Regions from separate parts of the Sus scrofa genome. Here regions 1 and 2 are each linked to region 3. Evidence: chromatin contacts called from public HiChIP or PLAC-seq and promoter capture Hi-C data. All regions are on one chromosome and are shown on one strand. The core of a region is the stretch at or near the end of the contact, and the rest is flanking DNA. Distances in the headings are between cores, read along the strand shown.

Region 1 (4,500 bases), core at 663-3,162, 110 kb before region 3:
GCCAGCTCCTTAACCCCGAACAAGGCCAGGAATCAAACCCACATCTTCACGGAGACTATGTCAGGTCCTTAAGCTGCTGAGGCACAGTGGGAACTCCAGGAATCATTTTCTGACCCCCTCTCACCTCCTCCTCTGAGGGGTCACTCTATCTGTCCCAGTATTTTGATCACACTCATTGCCCTAAGCTATTGTCAAAGGATTGCTGTGTCTGCCTCCACCAGTAAACCAGGAGATCCCAGAAGGGCAGTGCCTTTCACTTATTCAATCTTTCAAGACACGGTTACTGGGAACAAGAGTAATTTTGCATCCTTGGAGCCTCACACACAGCCTGGCCCACATGCAGGGCAGAATCCATGGAGGCATGTCAGGATCACTTCAACTATCAATCCACCAATTAAGTTCCCGCTTTAACTGTGTGCAGTGCCCCCTTCCCCCACCTCTGCCCTCACAAAGCTGTTTGCCGTCACTGTTCCAGGCAAACAATCAAAACAGTTAAGCGTTCAAGTTCGCTGAAAAGAAAGCTAGAGATCACAGCCAACAACTCGAGAAGTTACTCGAGTCAAGCTCTTAAATTTAGAAGTGACATTTGTTTAATTGGAGTGAATTTCTGACTCACACTCCCTCCTTGTTGAAAGGAGTCTGACCCAAAAGAGGCAGGAAAGAGAAGAAAAAAAAAAAAAATTAACAAAAACAAAGTTCCTAATTGCCAGCATCATGTGCTGATGTGGAAATGGCAACTCGAGAGCATAAATGTTTGGTAAAGTTTAAAAATACATAGAGTCAGACAGATGGTTACAATCATCTTTTGGCAACACCAGTCTTGATTTCATGTGAAGAAAAAAAAAAAAAAAAAAAAAAAAAGCCAACCCTGACAAACCACACTGTATTCAGCTGTTCCCGGTATGAGACAAACGCAAAGCCCACTAGCCATCCGGTGAGGGGCACCCTGTTACTTGACACTGGCTTTGAAAGGGGACGGAAAACAACTCCCCCAAAAAGCCACTGTGGGAAGACAGGACTCAAGGAAATGAATCGCAGGTTTAAATTTGCAGGCGCACATCAGCGAACCCCAGGCCCTGGTGTGCCCACTGTCAACACCGCAGGCAGCCTGCCACCTCCCCGCAGGCTTCCAAGTTAATTCAGGAACAACAGCAAACACGTCTACAGACTCGGTCTGGAATGGCCACCTAACCAGAGGAGGATATTTTCAGGACAGCCTCAAAATACATGAGCTGTGAAGCATCTTCGGTGCTGACACAAGCAGTTATCTTTAGACTCAGCCCCACTTCTTAAAATGGGCTCCTCTGATTCGCAGCTCCACCCCATTTGTTCAGCAAGACCAACAACCCACGGGGTGGGGTGGACCAGTTGGGGAGGACCAAGCCTGGCCTCCTCTGGAACCAGAGCCCCAGTGCCAACACTGCGGCAGGGCTCTGAGGTTCCCAGAGGCCCTCTCCCTGATGTGGTTTCCAGTCATTCCCACGAGCTGGGCGAGGAGGCTCCCGCATCACCTTAAGCCAGGGCGCCACAAACCCCACAGCGAGAGCCCGTGTCTTCCTCTTCCACTGGGCAGAAAACTGCGGCATCACACAGAGCCTTGCTCCACCCTGAACACAGCTGATGGTCACCGTGACACACACCTCCTCTGCTCTGTCCTCGCCGTGCTCAGAGGCCAGGTACCAAACCCGAAATGATCCAGACTCTGGAGAACACAAGGCAACAGGCACCCCAAACCCAGCTGGTTTCTCAACCCTCCTCTCCTGCGGGAGCTGCCTGGGCTGTTGGCAACAGGCTCTCCTAGCCAGGGGTCCCTGACCAGGTTGGGAGTCACCACAGGCAGCCCTGCCTCCTTCACACACAGCCCCGGCCCCAGCACAGCTCCTGTTTCATTTCCTCTCGCTCATCGCCATCTCTGGTCCCAAACCCTCACCTCTTCTCTTCTGAATTATCACAACACTCTCTCAGCCCGGCACCCTCTATACAGTCTATCTCATCACTTCCCTTGGCAACCCTTCTAAGTGTTTCCTCGGGGAAATTCTCTCTTCATAAGCCTTTGACAGAGATGATGTCTTCAGAGTTCCTGCTGTGCCACAATGGAATGGGTGGTGAATCTGCAGTGCTGGGACGCAGGTTCGATCCCCAGCCCAGCACACTGGGTCAAGGATGAGGCGTTACCAGGGCTGTGGCACAGACTGCAATTGCAGCTTGGATCTGATCCCTGGCCCAGAACTCCATATGTTGAGGGATGGCCAAAATAAAATGGGTGGCCTCTCTACCACCAAGCCCAAATGCTGCTGACCAGCTTTAAGTCAGGAAGGGGTTCTCATAACTATGACATCTTGGGCCAGAAGGCTCTTTGCGGTGGGGCCATCCTGTGCACTGTGGGATGTTGGGCGGATCCCTGGCCTCTACCTACTAGATGCCATCAGCATCCTCTGCCCTGGCTATGGCAGCCCAAAGTGCCTCCAGATGCTGCCAAAGGCCCCCTGGGTCACCGCACGTGGTCGAGAACCATGGCTTTTAAGAGTGTCCTGACCCTTGCCTATCCACCACACTAACATCCGCTAATTGCTCCCCAACAAACAGCAGATTGCACAAGCAAAGGAGCCTTCTCCCACTTGAGTGAGGCCATCACACCCAATGCCTTCTCATCTCTCCATCTCCCTCGCCTTTGCTTCTAACCGACTCTAATTCCGCCTTTGTAGGGTCCGCACGGCCAGCTCCAGCATTCTCCAGCATTCTCCCCCCACCTCCCTGTTCCGCCTCCCCACTTCTGATCAACAACACAAATCCTGCCTCTCCAGGGACTTCCAGGTATGGGCACTTGTCCCCATCAGATCTCTTCAGTAGCAGGAAGAGACAAAGGTGGGTTGGACTCCTGAGAGCCTCTCCCCAGGGCCAGCCCCATGGTGGCAGAAAGCCCAGAGACAAGAGGTTTAGGGTGGAGTCCAGGTGGGGAACTGAGGTACGGAGCAGAGTTCTCATCCAGAGAGTCACTGGAGGGTGGAGAAGGCTGACAAGGTGGAGCATTGGGCACGAGAGCCTGGGGCTCCAGGAAGGGAATGGAGCACTGGGGTGTGAAGCAGGAGCTCCTGCAAGGCAGCTCCAGAAAGAGCAGAGCTGCTCGAACTCAAGCATCAGAGCCAAACAGGACCAGCAGCAAGGCTGGGGTCACAAAGACCCACAGACACTGATGCAGAAGTGTGCACAGCCTCTGTGCCCAGAAGGAGCTTTCCAAATAAAGGGCTGGTGGTATTGGGAGTTCCTGCTGCATCACAGCAGGTTAAGGATCGGACATTGCCCCAGCGAGGACATGGGTCTGATCTCGGGCCTTGCTCCGAGGATTAAGAACCTGGTGTCGCCACAAGCTCGGTATAAGTGGCAGATGCAGCTCGGATCGGGTGTTGCCATGGCTGTGGTGTAGGCCACAGCTGCAGTTCCAATTCAACTCCTGACCCAGGAACTTCCATATGCTGCAGGTGTGACCATAAAAAGAAACAAAATAAAATAGAAAAAGAGCTGGTGGTATTAGCAGTTCCCATTGTGGCACAGTGAGTTAAGAACCCAACTGCAGTAGCTCCTGTTGCTTTGGAGACACAGATTCCATGCCCAGCTGGGCACAGCAGGTTAAAGGACCTGGTATTGCTGCAGCTATGGATCAGATTCAATCCCTGGCCCCAAAACTTCTATATGCTGTGGATGCAGTCATTTGCAGGGGTGGGGTGGGGGGGTGGAGGCTGGTGGCATTAGATAAGTGGGGAGAGGGGTACAAAGGTTAGCAAAGTTCCTAAAGCCTTCCCGTGCCATTTTACTGTAACACAGCCCCATCAGTTATAGGGGTTGATCTTGTTTAAAAAACTGCTTTAAATGACATGGAAAATTGTGAAAACAAAGCTCAAGAGGAGGGGAGTAGAGAAAAGTGGGCCCAGTTTTGATATGTTTACTGAATGCTTGCTTTACCCCTTCACAGCTCTCCACCCACACTTTTTTTTTTTTTATGGCCACACCCACAGCATATGGAGGTTCCCAGGCTAGAGGTCAATTTGTAGCTGCAGCTTCCAGCCTATGCCACGGCTATGCAACGCCAGATCCAAGCCACGTCTGCAAGGTACACTACAGCTCACGGTAATGCTGGATCCCCAGCCGACTGAGCGAGGTCAGCGATCGAACCTGCATCCTGATGAATACTAGTCAGGTTTGTTTCTGCTGAGCCACGAGGGGAACTCCTCCACCCACACTGTAGTAGAGGATACTAAATGCTAGAAGGAATATTTGACTGGGGTCTGGTAATGTCCTCAGACAATAAGGCTGGCCCTCAAGGGGAAAAAAAAAAAAAAAAGTTAATGGTCCTTCTTAGCACAAAACAAAAGACCCCTCCTACCATAGATGGGTCTGCTTACCAGCAACCTGTGTCACTGAGACCAGACAGCTGGCAAATAATGCAAGATCCAGAGTGCTGGGGAAGCGCCACCCCAGTAGTATGAATCAGAGGAGGGCACC
Region 2 (4,609 bases), core at 1,853-4,352, 120 kb before region 3:
GTTGATGTCAAGGTAAGAGGACTCTCTGCAGGTAAACTCTTTTTTATTTTTTTTTCTTTTCACGACTGCACCTGCGGCATATGGACATTCCTAGGCTAGGGGTTGAATCAGAGCTACAGCTGCCAGCCTAAGCCACAGCCACAGCAGGATCCGAGCCACATCTGCCACCTACGCCACAACCTGCGGCAATGCGAGATCCTTTAACCCACTGAGCGAGGCCAAGGATTAAACCCGCATCCTCATGGACACTGTGTTGGGTCCTTAACCCCCTAAGCTACAATGGGAACTCCTCTACAGGTACACTTTTACCTAACTCTCCTCTTCCCCCTGCACTCCCAACCCCTGCCTGTGACTTTAACATTCCCCATGAAATCATTTACCAAGGGTCAAAGAATGTGATCCTTGAAGCAATGGGGCAAGAACAGCTCTGCAGGGGTCCATGTCCCCTCAGCAGCTATGTGCCCACCACGTGTCGGGCTGCACGAGGGCTGGGAGAACAGTTCAAATGGTCATGGACAGTATTTCCCACCCAGCTCCAGCAGGAGAGCCCAAGAGTCACACGCGATGGTTAATGCTGTCAAGTATAAATCTCAGGAGATGGGAGGATTCAGAATTTAGATGGAGGTAAAGGCTCAACAAAGACCCTTCTAAGAAACACCGCTTAGACTGAAATGCAGAGACATGCACAGGAGTAACTGGGTGAAGACTGAAGGATGGGGGTGGAAGGGGTGGCACCTGTGGGAGGAAACAGCCTGGTGCCTTGGGGGAATGAAAGGTCATGAGCCAGAGTCCCACTGAGAGGCCACTGCTCTCCAGTCAAGTATGGAACTGGTTCTTTCAATAGGGACAGGGAGAGAGGCTGGAGTTGCGTTTCATGGCCAGTGGCCAATGATGTAATCAATAATGCCTATGTAAGGAGGCCTCCATAAAACCCCAAAAGGATGGGGTTCAGAGAGCTTCTGGGTTGGGGAACATATGGAGGTGGAACACAGCACCCTGGAGAGAGCCTGGGAGACCTGCACACCGGCTGTGCATCTCATTCACCTGCTTCCTGAGCTGCATCCTTTTATACCTCAGTGGTAATCTAGTAAGATGTGTGAGCTCTGTGGGCTGCTTGAACAAATTCACTAAAACCCAAGGAGGGGGTCCTTGAAAGCTCTAGGGTAGAGCTGGTTGGTCAGAAGCACAGGGGACAAAGCAAAAAAAAAAAAAAAAAAAAAGGGAGTTCCCATTGTGGCTAAGCAAGTTAAGAATCCAACTAGGGGCGAGTTCCCGTTGCGGCACAGCAGAAACAAATCCAACTAGGAACTATGAGGTTGTGGGTTGGATCCCTGGCCTCGGTCAGTGGGTTAAGGATTCAATGTTGCCATGAGCTGTGGTGTAAGTCGAAGACATGGCTCAGATCTAGCGTGGCTGTGGCTCTGGCGTAGGCCGGCAGCTACAGCTCCAATTGGATACTTAGCCTGGGAACCTCCACATGCCTCAGGGGCGGCCCTAAAAAGACAAAAGACAATAAAAGAAAATAAAAAAGAATCCAACTAGGATCCAAGAGAATGTGATCCACCCCTGGCCTCACTCAGTGAGTTAAGGATCCAGTGTTGCCATAAGTTGTGGGATAGGTCACAGATGCAGCTCGGATCTGGTGTTGCTGTGGCTATGGTGTAGACCTCAGCTGCAGCTCCAATTTGACCCTAGCCTGGAAACTTCCATATGCCACAGGTGTGGCCCTAAAAAACAAACAAAAAGCACAGGGCACAACAGACTGGCAACTGTACTAGAGAGCTTGCCTTCTTGTGGGACCAAGCCCTTTACCTGTGGAATCTGATGCTAGCTTCTGGAAGACAGAGACAGAACTGAGTTAATGCTTGGTGAACTTGATAATAACCTACTACATAATATACAGCATAAATATTATAGCATTATAATGATATAATGACCAGGTAGCTACTTCTTTGCTTATCGTATTGCACAGCTATGACACCGAAACAAACTTCAGGATTGAAAACAAAATATAACACCAGTAAAATCCAAGTTAACAAGCCTAATTTAACCCCCTGGTTAATGCTGTTTTGCTCAAACTGAGGCATGCACTCTGCTCTGCGACTACCTGTTCTCTCAGGAGTCTGGCAGCCTCTTCAACCACGAGCACTATCGTTCCTTTATTTATCTCACCCCATTCCTTTATTCCCAGCATGATAAGACAGTGACTTGTGCAGCAATTATGACGTTAGTTTATCTGCACTTCACAGCAAACACATCACTTACACGTCCAGTCCTGCAGCTGTCCCATTCGCCCATGGCAATTACAGTCCCAACCCTTGGCGCCAACACAACCACAAAGGCAAACACGGGCTTTGGGGAAAATGCATGCACCCAGATGAACCCAAGCGAGCTGATACTGTTTAAAAAAACAAAAAAAAAAAACTATAGAGATAACAGTGAAGGTGAAAAAGGGAAAGAAAAGTAAACCTGGAGTTCCCGTTGTGGCGCAGTGGTTAACGAATCCGACTAGGAACCATGAGGTTGCGGGTTCGATCCCTGCCCTTGCTCAGTGGGTTAATGATCCAGCATTGCCGTGAGCTGTGGTGTAGGTCGCAGACGCGACCGCTCGGATCCCGCGTTGCTGTGGCCCTGGCGTAGGCCAGTGGCTACAGCTCCGATTCGACCCTGGCCTGGGAACCTCCATATGCCGCGGAAGCGGCCCAAGAAATAGCAAAAAAAAAAAAAAAAAGAAAGAAAAGTAAACCAAAGCACTGATGGGAGGCCTCAGAGGCTGTATTCAAAGTTTTGAGAATTTTTTGTAGGCAGAAGAGCAAGTCACACGGCAGTTTTTAAGCAGGGCAAGGTCATGATCAGGTTTACAGTTTTAGAGAATCACTGGGTGCGAAGGACGAAGTGTGGGGGCTGGACGGAGGGAGGGCGGAGAAGAAGCAGGAAGTGAGGGCAGAAGGGCAATGAGAGAGTAGACGGGAAGGGCCCCCAACAGATCGTGGAGGGAGAAGGGAGGGCACGGCTGATGGCCCCGGTCTGGGTGGTTGGTGAGTGACAGGGAGGCTGGGGGACAACTTGGGACAGCCCAGGAAGCTTGCCAGTCAGCGTGCTGACCTCGGCACTGGGAACACCGCTGGGCACGTCTGTCAACGCTCACACTGTAAACATGAGACCAGTATACTTTACTGCATATGGTTTCACCTACTTATTGCGGAGGGGGGTGACGTCTAGATCCAAGGACGACTTCCCCATCTCAGGCTTGGGACCTGGTAGAATGGAGAGTCCACTTGCTGGGGTGGAGAAGCAGGGGAGAAGGAAGACGTTTCAGGAGAAAATTAGGATGAACTGAGGTGGGGCCACGCCCGAGATGTCTGTCAGAGGCTCTGTGACGATGCTCTGGGCCACCTGGATGCACACCTGCAACTCACGAGAAGCTGGCAGGAGGGGCGTCTGAGTCTGGGGAGGCTTGCAGCCACAGAGAAGGAGAGGCAGCTGGGGTCAGAAGACATCCCACGTGGAAGACAATGGAGGAACCCAGAGAACGAGGAAGAAACCAGAATGATGGAGCAGCTGGAAGGAGCCGGGCAGCGTATGGGAGGGAGTGTGGAGCCAAAGATACATCTTTTCTTTTTCCCCAAGACGAACATTCTAGAAATTTTTGAATGATAATGCTGACGATTCACAAGAAAAGGAGAGGTCGGAGAATCAGGAGCAGAGAGGGTCAAAGATGGAGTAAAGTCCCCAAGAAAGCAGGGAGGAGGGATCAAAACACACCTGGAGAAAAGGACCTCTGGAGGCAATAGGGGCCTTTATCCACCCTGCAGGCCCATCTCCTTCCAGTGCAGGTGTCAATCATGACCCCAAACCTGCCCTCCTGCCTGTTCTTGTCAATAAAGTTTTATTAGAACACTGCATTCCAGGGCAAGGATGATGAAGCAGTTGTAACAGAGACGATCTCATCCATTGATCATTAAAATACGTATGTCCTCCTGGCCTTAATAGGACAGCTTTGCTGACACCTGGCATTTTCCATCCTACGAATCACATTCCCGATTCACTTGATTTTCTCAAAACAGACACCGATGACTCCGTTGCTGCCAGAAGACTCAGGAAGCTCCTCTAGTGTCTGGAGGATCCACTCTGAAGCTCTTAGTAAGCAGGACAAAGCCGTTACGGTGAGGCCCTGGACCAGGAAGTAGGATTCTGTTCTGAAACTAACACAGGGAGACGCAAGTTCAAGTCCTGTGTCCGCTGCTCACACTCAAGCATCCTTGGCAAGTTGCTCAACAGCTCCAGACCTCAGCTTCCCTGCAGGAAAGGCTTCTTATCGTTCTTAAGGAATGGCAGCTCCCTTCTTTGCGTTTCGAACCCCATGTCCTTCTGTCCTTAACAAATCCCACGTGCTACAGGCCTACCTCCCATCTAATGATCCTTGTTCTTCCACATGTTCTTGCAAATGCTGCTGTGCCCTTCCTGCCCTCTGTGCCAGCCACACTCCCACATCCCCTTTGACTCATGACCACAATGTCCCTGTCCCTGTGACGTATCTTCTTGATTCCTTCTTGAGCATCAACTGCTACTTTTTCTCTGAGCAACTATGTACACATTTCTATTTGCC
Region 3 (4,646 bases), core at 684-3,183:
GTGCCTTCTTACAAGCAGGAAAACAAAGGTCTATGGATTAGAAAATGCTAGAGTCTCATAATTGTAAATTTCACTTTTTTTAAAAAAGTAAAAAAATTGTATTAATGAATGATTCATTCCTTTCCAGTCTCCACCTCTCACCATGAATGTGGGTATAACACTGAGACACCACTTTTTTTTTAAAAAAAAAAAAGGGATATTACTATCATGCAAGAACATTTCACTTAGGCCATTGTAAACAGTTGTTAGATTATTTATAATCAGTGGGCATCCAGAAAGTACAATCACTTGAAATAATGTATCTAATTAAACTGATAAAGTTAGCCAAAAGAGATGCAAACCTTCACCAATCTAATATTCTGGAAGATTCCAAAACTGTCCTTGATTTACAAAACATCCCCTGGCTTTCAGTGAAAGTCACATCAGGCTCCTTAAGTCAACTAAGTTTACTTTGAGCCACTTCAAACCTCAAACTTAAATAGAATTTATTAAATAAACACAACCAAGAAAGGAAAGGGAGCCAAGAAACTACAGTAACTCTCGGTCCTGGGGGGGAAAAAAAGGAGGTTCTCAAGACAGAGATTTCAAGTAACTGTGGTGTCCCGCCCTCCATGACCCTAAAAGGAACATCAGTTTAATCTTTAAAAATAACCAATGTTCGCTCTAAACGCTTTTCTTTACATTCGAATTTAAAATCTACAAAAACAGTCCGCACAAATTCCTACTCTTTTTGTCTCCCTGTCCGGAATGATCTCAGATCCTAAAAAGAGCACTTCTTGGTGAGCATTAGAACCTAGACTCCAAAGGTCCGACAGGCAGAAAACACAGTGAATGATTAAACCCTCGCCTCCCCCTTCTCACACTTCATTAAGCCGTCTCCACTGGAAGTGTTTGCACCCCTCTCACAGGAAGCCGGCACGTTTTGCAAAGGAAATACCAAACCAGACCCTTTCTTGGAGAAAGGCACGTCCCCGATGAATATTTTATTGGGCACCCTGGAAGTGGGGCATGCAGACCTCCCGGCCAGGCCCCTCGTCCGCCGCCTCACCTAGCGCCGGGCGCCGTTGGGACACCCGGGGAGCCGGCCACTCCTGCAAAAGGACGCTCACCTTCGCTCACCGGAGCCAAGTTGAGAGCACGGGACAAAATAAAACCTGCCTCGGCTTACTCAGCCGGAGACTCCCCGGGGGTTGATTTCTGACGACTCCCAAAAAGTTTCGCCCTCTCGGGTTTAGCGCGCGCGGTAGCAAGTGTGCGCGCTGCGCCGCGGGCACATCCCTCCCTCCCCGGAGGCCAGGTCTGGGCAGGAAGGGAGCCCGCGCCCGGCTCCCGGAACGCAGCCCGAGCTGGGCCAGGACGCCGGCGTCCGCCCTCCCGGCCGCTAGCGCACTCACCTCGGGAAAGAAGTTGTCCATTGTTCCCGTGCGCTCCCCAACTTGCCCGAGTCCGGCTTCCAGCTCGAGGAAGTCAGCCCAACAGAAGGTCCGGGGAAACCATGCGTGTCACGGCGCGATTCCCAGCAACTTGACCCCGCGGAGCTCCCCCACTGCCATCGCTTTTTCCCCTTATTGTCTTTCGCACCTTTTGTTTGCCCAAACCCAAGTCTCTAACTCATTCGTCCCAACTGCAGCCTTTGTCTCTTTCTCCAAGTTCCTCACTCCTGGGCGCTGCGCTAGCAAGCGGAGAACAGCTGGTGGCACATTCTTCCCCCGCGGCTGGGGGAGGGTGGCGGGGAGCTGGGGAGCGCGCCCCCTCCCTCTGCCCTCCGGCGGGAGGCGCTCGGGGCGGGCAGGGGAACAGCGGCCACAAAGCGAGCCCGGAGTTGCTCTCCCCGCGCGAGCACTGCAGCGGTGAATATTCGGGCGCCAGGGCTCAACCGGCTCACAGCCGCACGGAGACTTGCGGACAGGAGCGCACGGCCAGCCCCGCCCGCTCGTCCGGCCCCGCCCACTCGCTCCCCTCGCCCCGCCCCACCGAGCGCTGAGCCCCGCCCACCCTGCCCGGTCTGCCACGCCACGCCACGCCCCTGCAGGAGCCCACTCCTCCCCGCGCTTCCGCAGGGTTCTGCCCCACCCGGCGGCGCACCCCGCCCCCATCTTCTCCGGGTCCCCTCCCACCCTGCTCCTCCGGCTGCCTCAGGCTCCGAGGCGGGCGGGGAAGGCGGGGCCTGATAGGCTCCCCTTACATCCCCGCCCTTCCGCCTCCCAGCCTCCCCACCTAGTTGAGGGCGGGGGAGTTGACTCTTCCTTCTGGTGATAGAGACCAAATAGTCACCGAGGAGGAGGGGTTGGGGGACTTTTTTGTGTGCCTTTGATCTTTGGCAGACCCTGGAACCGGCTAAGCACGGATCTCATTAATGCGTCGGCAGATGAGCGACCCAGGCAATGGAAGCGTGGTCCGCGAAGCTGCCCTGGCTGTTGGGCCAAATCAAAGCGGAGAACCGAGGCTAATCAGAATTTCTGGAAGCTGCCTTCCCGTGTGGAGTTTCTCTCCTGCTGTTAGGTTAAAAGACTTTTTCATTGGAGCCAGAAAATGTAGTTTTGTAAATTGGAAGAGGACGTGGCCAATTGCACCCTAAAAATGTAACCCTTTCCTGGACCTAAAGGAAGCAGATAGCCAAACGGAAGGGAGATGAATGAAGGCTCAACCCTTCCCCCCGCCCCGGTACTGAGTGTTAGTTTCCTCTAGGGCAGGTCCTCAAACTTTAGAGTGCACAGGAATCACCTGCGAATCTTGTTGAGCTGCAGGTCGGAATTCTGTGGGGTGAGAATCCATAAGCTGCATTTTCAGCAGGCTTTCAGGTGCTTTCGGACACCCAACCTTGTACTGTTTTGCAAACTGTTTGGAACCTGTCTGTAATGAGGGGAGAAATTGAGAGCAAAGGTTTAGACACTTTTGTAGCAATTTCAAAATGCCGCTGATATACAAGCACGTGATCGGTGAACGCTTTGAACCGAGTGCAAACCATTTTGGGTATTGTCAGACTCGTAGTAAGTCATACCTGGCACTCCAGGGTTGTCCTATGGGTACTTGACAGATTGGGGAGGGGAAAAACAAACAAACAAACAAAAAAACAAAAACACGGCTGGTTCTTCACCACAAATGGTTTGAGAAGCTCTCTCTAGGGGATTTGCCAACTGCTACTCATCCTTTAAAACTCAAGTCGAAAAGTCACATCTTCAAGGGGAAGCTTGCCCAGAGATGCCCAGCCATTCATCATAATTCCAGCTCCACCTAACCACTGGGTGTGGCTTATTCCTAAGGCTACTGGAGAAACTATGGCGTATTGAGGTAAACCTACATCATGTCCAGGGGTTTTTATTGGTGTCCTACTCATCTTCAGTTGGCAGAGTCAAAGCTCAAGAGAGGAAACTGTGGAGCTCCTGCTGTGGCTCAGCAGGTTAAGAACCTCGCAGTATCCATGAGGATGTGGGATTGGTCACTGGCCTCAGTAAGTGGATTAAGGATCTGTTGTTGCCGCAAACTGCAGTGTGAGTCACAGATGCTCCTCGGATCTGGTGCTGCTGTGGCTGTGGCTTAGGTGGGCAGAAGCAGCACCATGTCGACCCCTAGCCTGGGAACTTCCATAGGCCACAGGTACAGCCCTAAAAAGAAAAAAAAAAGGGGGGGGGGACTGTTCTTTCAAATTGGTATCCCCAACCTGTCTCAGAGAATGAATGAATGAAGCATCTCTCTGTAAACCTCCTGTGAAAATTTAAGTGTGTTTGTAACCTATCTCAGCATTAATATCATTGTGTCCACTCCACTTTGCTTTGGAAAGGGTCAAGGTGGATTAATTTTTGATACAGTGCTTTGGGATTGCCCTGTTTCACAGTTTTACACAAGTAAGCCATTAATGATTGTGTGCCAGGTGGGTCAGAGTGTTAAGATGAAGCCCAGGATAAAGACCAACCATCCCAGGCACCAATCAAAGTGCTTAGTCAAATGAGTCCCACTGCCACCTGTGTTCAGATACTGTCACAGAACAATTAGAGTCATTATGATGGTAATCTGTAAAGAACATCTTTCAAGAGAAAGTAGTACCACCAGGCAGCTTGTTCAAGTGTGGGTGTGGCTTGGCTACCAGCATTAGCCCAGCCTTGGCCATGTCATTTCAGTCACTTTCCAATACTGGCTCATCAACTGTAGCAACTGTGCCACCCTAATATAGCATGCTAACAATAGAAGAAACTGGGATACCCTCAGTTTTTCTATAAAGGCAGAACTGCTCAAGAAAATAGAGTATTAATTTTTAAAAAGTCACTTCCCTATTGATTAGGAAGATACGGTTAAGAGAGTTCCCTTTGTGGCTCAGTGGTAATGAACCTGACTAGTAGCCATAAGGACTCAGGTTCTCTCCCTGACCGCGCTAAGCGGGTTAGGGATCCCGCGTTGCTGTGAGCTGTGGCGTGGGTCACAGACACAGCTCAGATCTGGTGTTGCTGTGGTGCAGGCCAGCAGCTGCAGCTCCAATTCAGCCCCTAGCCTGGGAACTCCATATGCCTTGGATGTGGCCCTAAAAAGACAAAAAAAAAAAAAAGAGATACGGTTAATAACTACATACCCCTAACTTGTCTTATAAAAGATTTGTGAGCCAAAGCCAATACCTAAGAGTTGAAATTTACTGAATTATATTTCTTTAAAAA

Evidence for each region. Promoter capture Hi-C pulls out the DNA fragments that hold promoters and counts their contacts. HiChIP or PLAC-seq counts read pairs in DNA pulled down with a chosen protein or histone mark.
Region 1: a promoter capture Hi-C map of fetal skeletal muscle shows a contact between it and region 3, with 2.6 times the contacts expected there. The contact joins the enhancer-like site here to the promoter of MYO10 in region 3. A contact is called at or near these places in 2 of 5 promoter capture datasets (fetal liver and fetal skeletal muscle), 4 of 47 Hi-C or Micro-C datasets (fetal heart ventricle, fetal skeletal muscle, fibroblasts and 1 more) and 1 of 2 datasets of contacts at active chromatin or transcription factors (skeletal muscle).
Region 2: an H3K27ac HiChIP or PLAC-seq map of skeletal muscle shows a contact between it and region 3, with 4 times the contacts expected there. The contact joins the enhancer-like site here to the promoter of MYO10 in region 3. A contact is called at or near these places in 2 of 5 promoter capture datasets (fetal liver and liver), 10 of 47 Hi-C or Micro-C datasets (embryonic fibroblasts, fetal heart ventricle, fetal skeletal muscle and 5 more) and 1 of 2 datasets of contacts at active chromatin or transcription factors (skeletal muscle).

Annotation. Positions count from the first base shown.
Region 1 is chr16:6,037,554-6,042,053 of Sscrofa11.1, forward strand. The region is part of intron 3 of MYO10 (unconventional myosin-X); the gene reads right to left. Among named protein-coding and RNA genes, the nearest start is that of MYO10, 110 kb to the right of the region's middle. Within about 2 kb of position 1,913, at least 24 of the 83 cell types and tissues checked have an H3K27ac peak or open chromatin away from gene starts, as enhancers often do. A contact at or near this core is called in fetal skeletal muscle and skeletal muscle, where this site is marked.
Region 2 is chr16:6,020,044-6,024,652 of Sscrofa11.1, forward strand. The region is part of intron 4 of MYO10 (unconventional myosin-X); the gene reads right to left. Among named protein-coding and RNA genes, the nearest start is that of MYO10, 120 kb to the right of the region's middle. Within about 2 kb of position 3,103, at least 3 of the 83 cell types and tissues checked have an H3K27ac peak or open chromatin away from gene starts, as enhancers often do. A contact at or near this core is called in fetal skeletal muscle and skeletal muscle, where this site is marked.
Region 3 is chr16:6,143,552-6,148,197 of Sscrofa11.1, forward strand. It overlaps MYO10 (unconventional myosin-X), which reads right to left and starts at 1,934. Exons shown (of 41, transcript XM_005672397.3): 1 at 1,395-1,934. The coding sequence starts at 1,415.